Linked DNA regions of Rattus norvegicus: region 1 is linked to region 2. A link is a contact called in public Hi-C data. All regions are on one chromosome and are shown on one strand. Each heading gives the region's core, a stretch centred on a gene start, on an enhancer-like site or on the middle of the called end of the contact. The rest is flanking DNA. Distances are from core to core; before and after follow the strand shown. Region 1 overlaps Afap1l1 (actin filament associated protein 1-like 1). Region 2 holds the start of Pcyox1l (prenylcysteine oxidase 1 like).

Region 1 (3,233 bases), core at 230-2,729, 43 kb before region 2:
TCCAAGTCACATCATCTCTCCTGTAACTGGGGGATCACAGACTGCTGTGGGGATAAATGCTGCTCTCTAGTTGAGCATCACATGGTGCCCTTTCGCTGTTGTTGGTTTGGTTTGGTTTAGTTTAGTTTAGTTTGAGACAGGGTTTCTCTGTATAGTCTGGCTGTCTTGGAGCTCACTCAATAAACCAGGCTGGCCTTGAACTCATAGATCCACCTGCCTCTGCCTCCTGAGCGCTGGAATCAAAGGTGTGCGCCACCACCACGCCCAGTTTAGACACTGATTTTTCAGATTTTATCACCTGCATGCTTTTTCCTACAACCTTGAGTAAGGGACTCAGTTTCCACGTCACTGAAAGCAAGGGGACGACCCCAGCCACCTGGAGGCTATGATAAATGTCCTAGCGCTCACAGAAGCAGGCCCTGCACCACTGTGAGTCTTTGAGATTCATACCATTCTTCTCCAGGGTCTCCCCCTCCTCAGGCAGCAGAGAGCAGTGTCCTTACAGATGTAGAAAGTCCTTTCAGACAGACTCAGACGTGCCAACAGTTATGCAGATGTCTAGTTCAACCCTACTCTGCCTCCTGGTGGTCCTAGTCCTCTTCACACAGTCCTGATTCCACGAACACCAGCCGCCATGCTTCTGTCCCCAGCTCTGTGTCTTCATCACAGGTTATCCGAGAGGTCAGCCGGCCCATCGGTGGAGCTGAGAGCTTGGAGGTCCCCAGATCCCCAGTCATCCTGTGCAAGCTGGATCAGGACAAGGTATGTCTGTCTCCAGTCATCTCCTCTGGATACGGTAGTGGGTACTAAGCACAGGCTGGTGGTGAACACACACACACACACACACACACACACACACACACCTGTGACATCGTACAAGCTTAGCAACAGAGCTAAGTCAAACTTAGTCTCTGTGACAACACCCCTGCCATCAACAACTAAAGGAGGAGAGTTTTGTTGTGGGTCACCTCCAGTCAGCCCACAGGCTGTGTGCTGCAGGCCTTGGGCGAGGCTGAGCCTCATCAGAGTGTCTATTGCAATAGTAGGCCTAGGTGGGAAATGTGTAGGCAGGCAGTGCAGCTCTCCTCATAAAAGACCGGAAACAGACGGGGAGGCAGGAAGGGACCTGGTGTATCTTCTCTCAGGACATGCCCTCAAGAGACACCTGGTCTAACGAGTACGGCAGCCTCCCCTCAGTTTCAGATAGTTTAGCCATGAGTAAATCCGCTGGAGGAAGAGCCCTTAGGATCCAGTTCTCTTTTCAGAAACCCCGCTTCTGGAATGCTTGTGTTGGAGACAGATTTTCAAAAGAAAAAGCTGTAACACCAAGTCCGGTAGTAAATGAGGAACAAGCCAGGGTTTCAGGCCACACAGACCGGCTCTTCAGGACTTTGCTTACGCCAACAGAGCACCTTGACCAACCACTGGGCAAACTCTACAGAGAGGCTCCACCCGTACCAGGCCCTGTGCAGAAACCAGTATGACCCTTGACCCCACGACTCCTACGGCCCCAAGTCAGGCAAACCTGAGCCAAAGTAATCGTACTGCATTGTAACTGCTACTCTGGGTACAAGCCAAAAGAGACAGTGCCAGGTTCCTGGTGTGTCAGGAAGATATGCTCCTGTCTCAGAGGTTCAGGACTATTCCCATGGAAGTGATGCTTCGGACAAGGATTTAAAAAGGCAAAATGAAATAAAATTATATTTAAAAGGTGCTCTTATCGGCAGGAACAGGTTGCAGAACAGAGAAAATGTGGGTGTGAAGGTGGACTGTGCGTCTCGGTGTAATGAGAGAGAACTGGTTTACCTGGTCCGGGACAGGGATAGGAGATGGAACAGGGAGCTTGGGATGGCTGGAGTATGGGGGGACGTGGATGCCTGCCTATGCTGAGCCTTAAAGAGTAGGCGTGACATAATTGAGCCAAGGTGGGTGAAGTTGGGGAACAGTAGAAGCAAAGGCGTGAGGTCAGAAAGACAGCCTTGGAGTTTTGGTCTCAGGTACCTACTGAAGGAGAAGTCTAGCCCCGTCCATGCTTGGCCTTTGCCAGAAGTAAGGCTGTTAGAAAAACAGAAATTGACACTGGAAGAGGGGTGTGACTGCAGATGCACACCATGGTATGGCCTCTGGTACAGGTCAAGGCTCTATAGAGCAACAGTGGACAAGCTGTGTGGTGGGAGTTCTCTGCCGTGGTTGAGTATACAGGGCGAGGGCAGCTGATGTGCTTATGGTGGTCTTTTTGGTAGAAGAGCCAGGATGTTGTGTCGGTGGGGGTCTCTTTCCATGGGATCATGAGATTGAAATACCATCCCTGAGTTCATTTATAAAGTGCCCACAGCCTTCCTCTGTATTTGCTTCCCATCTTGAGGGGGAAGCTGCTGTAGAATGAATGGAGCCATAACTTCTATTTCAGAACCTACCATCAAGGCTCTTTATGCTTAGACAGCCCATACACTTCCTGATAGGTCCCTCTCCCACACCCAGCCCATAAGAGACAGAGGGAAACTCCTTTCTTGTCCTCACTGCTCTTTAGTGCTGGGTTTATCCCAAATCATCACTGGGCCTGTTCTAATGGATCCTCCTCAGGATCTGCTGTACCTTCTTGAAGGAGTGGGTATCATTTTAACACTGTCTCAAGTCTGGCCGGGCCAAGTCTAGCTTCTTGAAACGAGATAATAGCAAATTACATGGGTGTTAGAACTGACTCGTTGGCTTCATAGATTCCTATACACCAGCTCTCTGGTGAGTGTGATTGGCAAGAGAAAACAGAGACTGGGGATGATGGATTTTTCCCACAGCTAATAAGTAACAGTAGCACTGTGAGTCCTTCCATCATTTCTGTTCCATCTCTGTTGTAGCAAATGAATGTATTAATGAATTAGTGAGGGTATGATTGTTTCACAGTTAATATAATGAGTTAAAAATAATAGACTGGCAACAAAATGTGTGTGGAGGGGTGTTTGTGTGTGTGTTCATGTGTGTGTGTGTGTGTTCATGTGTGTGTATGTGTGCGTTCCTTCATCCTCTCACTCAAGAATTATAATGGACTCCTGCTGATCATCGGGGTTTTATCATGACTCCTTTGCAAACATTCTCTAGCTCATCCTTTTTCCTCTATGTCATCACCTTGGGTCCATCCCTTTCTGATTGATCACTCAGGGTTGCCCAGTGGCTCTTCATCATCCAAGGTTGCCCCTGCTCATCCATCCCTTCAGTGCTACTGGATTACATTCACA
Region 2 (3,726 bases), core at 894-3,393:
TTCCTGAGTTCATTCTCGAGTCATCTCATTGCTTTGTGATTGTTGGACCCATGTGATAATAGTGAAAATGGCACTTTGGGCTTCTGGATCAACCCTTAAAAAAATAGCTGAGCGGGGTTGGGGATTTAGCTCAGTGGTAGAGCGCTTGCCTAGCAAGCGCAAGGCCCTGGTTCGGTCCCCAGCTCCGAAAAAAAGAAAAGGAAAAAAAAATAGCTGAGCAAAGACCATCTTGTCCACCAGTGGCTCCATCGTGCAAGTGGGGCTACCCTGTACATTTGTGGGCAAACTAAAAGATTATTACTTTGGTTTTAGAGTGGTTCATTACACCCCAGTACCAACTATTTGTGTGGTTTTGTTTGCTTGCTTTTCCTCTTAACCAGCTCTTTTGAAAAGCCTGATTGTCTCATGCATTGGCAATAAGCTGGTAGGGTTATAAGAACCAATGGGTACAGCCAGACACTGGGTGAAGCCAGGGGAACCCCAAAGAAGAGGAAGGTAAACTATGAGCCAGAGGGGTCGATAACACGGCACACAGAATCAACTAAGCAGGGCTTATAGGGGCTCATGGAGACTGAAGTGACAATCATGGACTCTGTATGTCCCTGAGCTAGGTCCTCATAATATTATGGTTTCATAGCTTGGGTTCTTGTGGGACCCCTTACAGCAAGAATGGGGGGAGGATCGCTGACTCTTGCCTACACTTGGGGTTGCCTTGTCCAGCCTTGATAATGAGGGTTTGTGCCTAGTCTTATTGTAATTTGTTACACCATGTTTGGTTGATCTCCGTGAAAGACCTGCTTGGTTTTTTGTTTGGTGGTTGTTTTTTGTTTTGTTTTGTTTAAGCGAAATGGAGGAGGAGTGGATCTAGGGGAGAGGGATGGAGAAGGGGCTGGGAGAAGTGGAAGTAGAAGTCAGGACATAATGTATGTAAAGAATAAAAATTGAACTAAAGATTCATCTTTAGATTCAATGAACACAAGACCCCAGTTTTACAAAGTAAAGAAAAAAACAAATTTTAGAGTCAATATGACTAAAACAAACAAACAAAAAAAACCCTAAGTGGTCAGCACATAAGAGAACCTGACTCAATGATAAATAAATACTTATTTAAAATAAGGAACAAGGGCTGAAGAGATGGTTCAGTGGTTAAGAGCTTTTGTTGCTCTTGTGCATTTGGCACCCAGGTCCATTTCCCAGCATGAACATGATGGTTCACATCCATGTTGAGTAACTCTGGCTTCGTGGGATCCTACATCCTCTTCTGATTTTAGAGGAGAGCAGGCTACAGGTGCTGCACAGGCAAACACTCGAGCACATAAATTTTAAAACAAGTATGGTGGCTCAGGCCTGTCCTCCCAGCAACTGAGAGGCTGAGGGAGAATAGCCGTTCTAGGTTACCAAGTGAGACCCTGTCTCCAAAGATTCCATAATCCCAGCATTTGAGAGGTGAAGGCGGGAGGATCAGGAGATCGAGATCATCCTCCACTACACAGTGAGGTCCAAGACAGCCAAAGCTACCTCTATCTAAATTAAATAGTTAAAAATAAAGGAGGGGAGAGACGGTAGAAGGCAGGTGTAAAATGTAGAAACTGGAAGAAAACAAACACCAAAAATTCAGGATATAACGCAGACCCGCTTGTTTAAGCACACGCTAGCGTGTCTAGTCCTGCAGGTCGCCAGCCTGGTCAGCAATTTACAGCACTGGAAAGACAAGCCCCCAAAGGACTTCCCCCTCTGTTATCTCACGTGATCACCACAACCTAGAAAGAGCGCAGATTATTCTGTCCCCTGGAAACAGACACAGAAAAGGGACACTACAGAGCTAGTAACTGGTTGGACTCCCTTCTGTGCATCTTCCAGCAGCTGGGCCCTGGTCCTGATGTTGAGATCCAAAGAAGTGGCACACCTGCGCCTGAGCAGAATGAGCCAACCAATGAAGAACCCGCATCCAAGGAGGAGGGACAGGGTCGCTGCCAATGGCTGAGCTCTCCCTGAGACAGATGTAGCTAATGAGGACTTCGTACTGCAGAAGGACGGTTGCTCGACCAATGAAAGACTGAGACCAGCCAGGCTGCTAGGCCGGATCGCCAGTGGGGCGCCAGGGCGGGGCGCACAGTCGAGCGCCAACCGCTAGAGGCTGATCCGCAGCGTGCTGCCTGGTCACCACCCGCCATGGCCCGCGCTGCCCCGCTGCTCGCCGTGCTGGCCACACTTCTCACCGCCGCCGCTGCAGGCGGAGACGCACCGCCGGGGAAAATCGGTGCGGGAAGGATGCGGTGGGGTGCTCACTGAGGACGGGCGGGAAGAGGGTTCGCAGGTGACCGGGGTTAGGGGAGGGCTGCTCCGGAGATGAACTGGGTGTAGGAGAGGCTAGGGGCTGCTGGGCGCGGAAGAAGAGTGCATAGGGGAGGAGACCATGGGGAGGGTGGCTTGAGCACGAGGAGAGGGTCTCCTGGGAAGGAGGGGGCCTGGGCAGGAATAGCCACTGACAGCTTGCTGTCTGCAAAGCACATGGTCACTGCACATTTGCTCTAGAGAAGCTCGCGGGTGACAAGACAGGAGCAGGGCGGGCGGTGGCGTTCGCAGGGATCTGCTGAGGGCCTTTTATGTAGCAGAGGCAATGGCTGTGGTTCCTGAAGGACGAAAGGCCCTTCCTTAGAATGAGAAAGTTCCGTGTCCGGAGAGCACTTGGCAGGTGCTGCAGAAACTAAAAAAGGCTTTGGAAGAGTAACATTTAACCAGAACTTCCGGTCTGTAGAAGGCAGTTCCTTCCACAGGACAGAACAATAGGTTGCTGGGGGTGGATTTGTTGAGTGACAGAGTGGGGAACTTTTTCTCCTCAGACTAGCTAGGCAAGCACTGTCCATCTCCGCAGCCCAATATATAGAACTCTTAACGACCTTTTTTTTTTTTCTTTTTTAAAATGATTAGTTCTGTGGTTTTCCCCCAACATTTCATTCCGAAGTTCTTGAGGCATACTGCAAAGTTGAAAACATTTTACAATCTTGTTCATGTGTCCACCACCCACTCCTGCTACTAACACCACTTACATTTTGGAGCATTTCAAAATAAACTGCAGGCCTGGGGACACCTCACTAAATACCCCATTGTGTAGTCATTGTCACTAGCTCCGCATTTGTTCCCAACTTTCTTTCTTTCTTTTGTTTTCACTCTGCATGACTCAGAGATTCTCAAATCTCTTTGTATATGAATTCCTACAACCGAAAATGCTGAGCTTCTAGCTGTGGGAGGGCAGGTGGGAGTGCCTTGGGACATCATAGACGTGCCTGAACCAGTACAAATTCTAAAGTTTAATTGTCTAAGAAAACTCCAACAGGCTACAAAGGGTTAAAAAGTTGCCAAAAGCATACTGGAGAATCGATTCATGACTGAGAGTCCATGGGAGAGAGAATCTTGGGGGTTGGGTATTAAGAGAAGACCTAATGGAGACTGACTTTGGAGCAGACTTGGCAGGGTACTGAAGAGTTAGGCAGGCAGGGACCAGGGATGTGCAGTGCCCATTTTCCTAGAGATGTGCGGCAGGGACCCCTCCCAGCAGAACCAAATGGTGATTCCAACACTTGCATCCTGCCTCCTTCCAGCTTGTCCCCAGATACACATCACCCAAGTCTTCCCCTACTGATGACAAGCTACCCTTTAGCTATTCAACCTGAACGCCTTCAACCCCTTGGTGCTTTGGACAGGACCTAGAAAGGAGGAAAGAGA

Evidence for each region. Hi-C and Micro-C count contacts between places; a contact is called where the count stands out from the background.
Region 1: a Hi-C map of kidney shows a contact between it and region 2, with 2.3 times the contacts expected there. The contact joins the enhancer-like site here to the promoter of Pcyox1l in region 2. A contact is called at or near these places in 8 of 12 Hi-C or Micro-C datasets (the A7r5 cell line, Schwann cells, hepatocytes and 3 more).

Annotation. Positions count from the first base shown.
Region 1 is chr18:57,472,652-57,475,884 of GRCr8, reverse strand. It overlaps Afap1l1 (actin filament associated protein 1-like 1), which reads left to right. Exons shown (of 19, transcript NM_001106142.1): 9 at 670-762. Among named protein-coding and RNA genes, the nearest start is that of Grpel2, 24 kb to the right of the region's middle. Within about 2 kb of position 1,479, at least 4 of the 93 cell types and tissues checked have an H3K27ac peak or open chromatin away from gene starts, as enhancers often do. A contact at or near this core is called in hepatocytes and kidney, where this site is marked.
Region 2 is chr18:57,430,049-57,433,774 of GRCr8, reverse strand. Pcyox1l (prenylcysteine oxidase 1 like) reads left to right here and starts at 2,143. Exons shown (of 6, transcript NM_001134542.1): 1 at 2,143-2,260. The coding sequence starts at 2,173.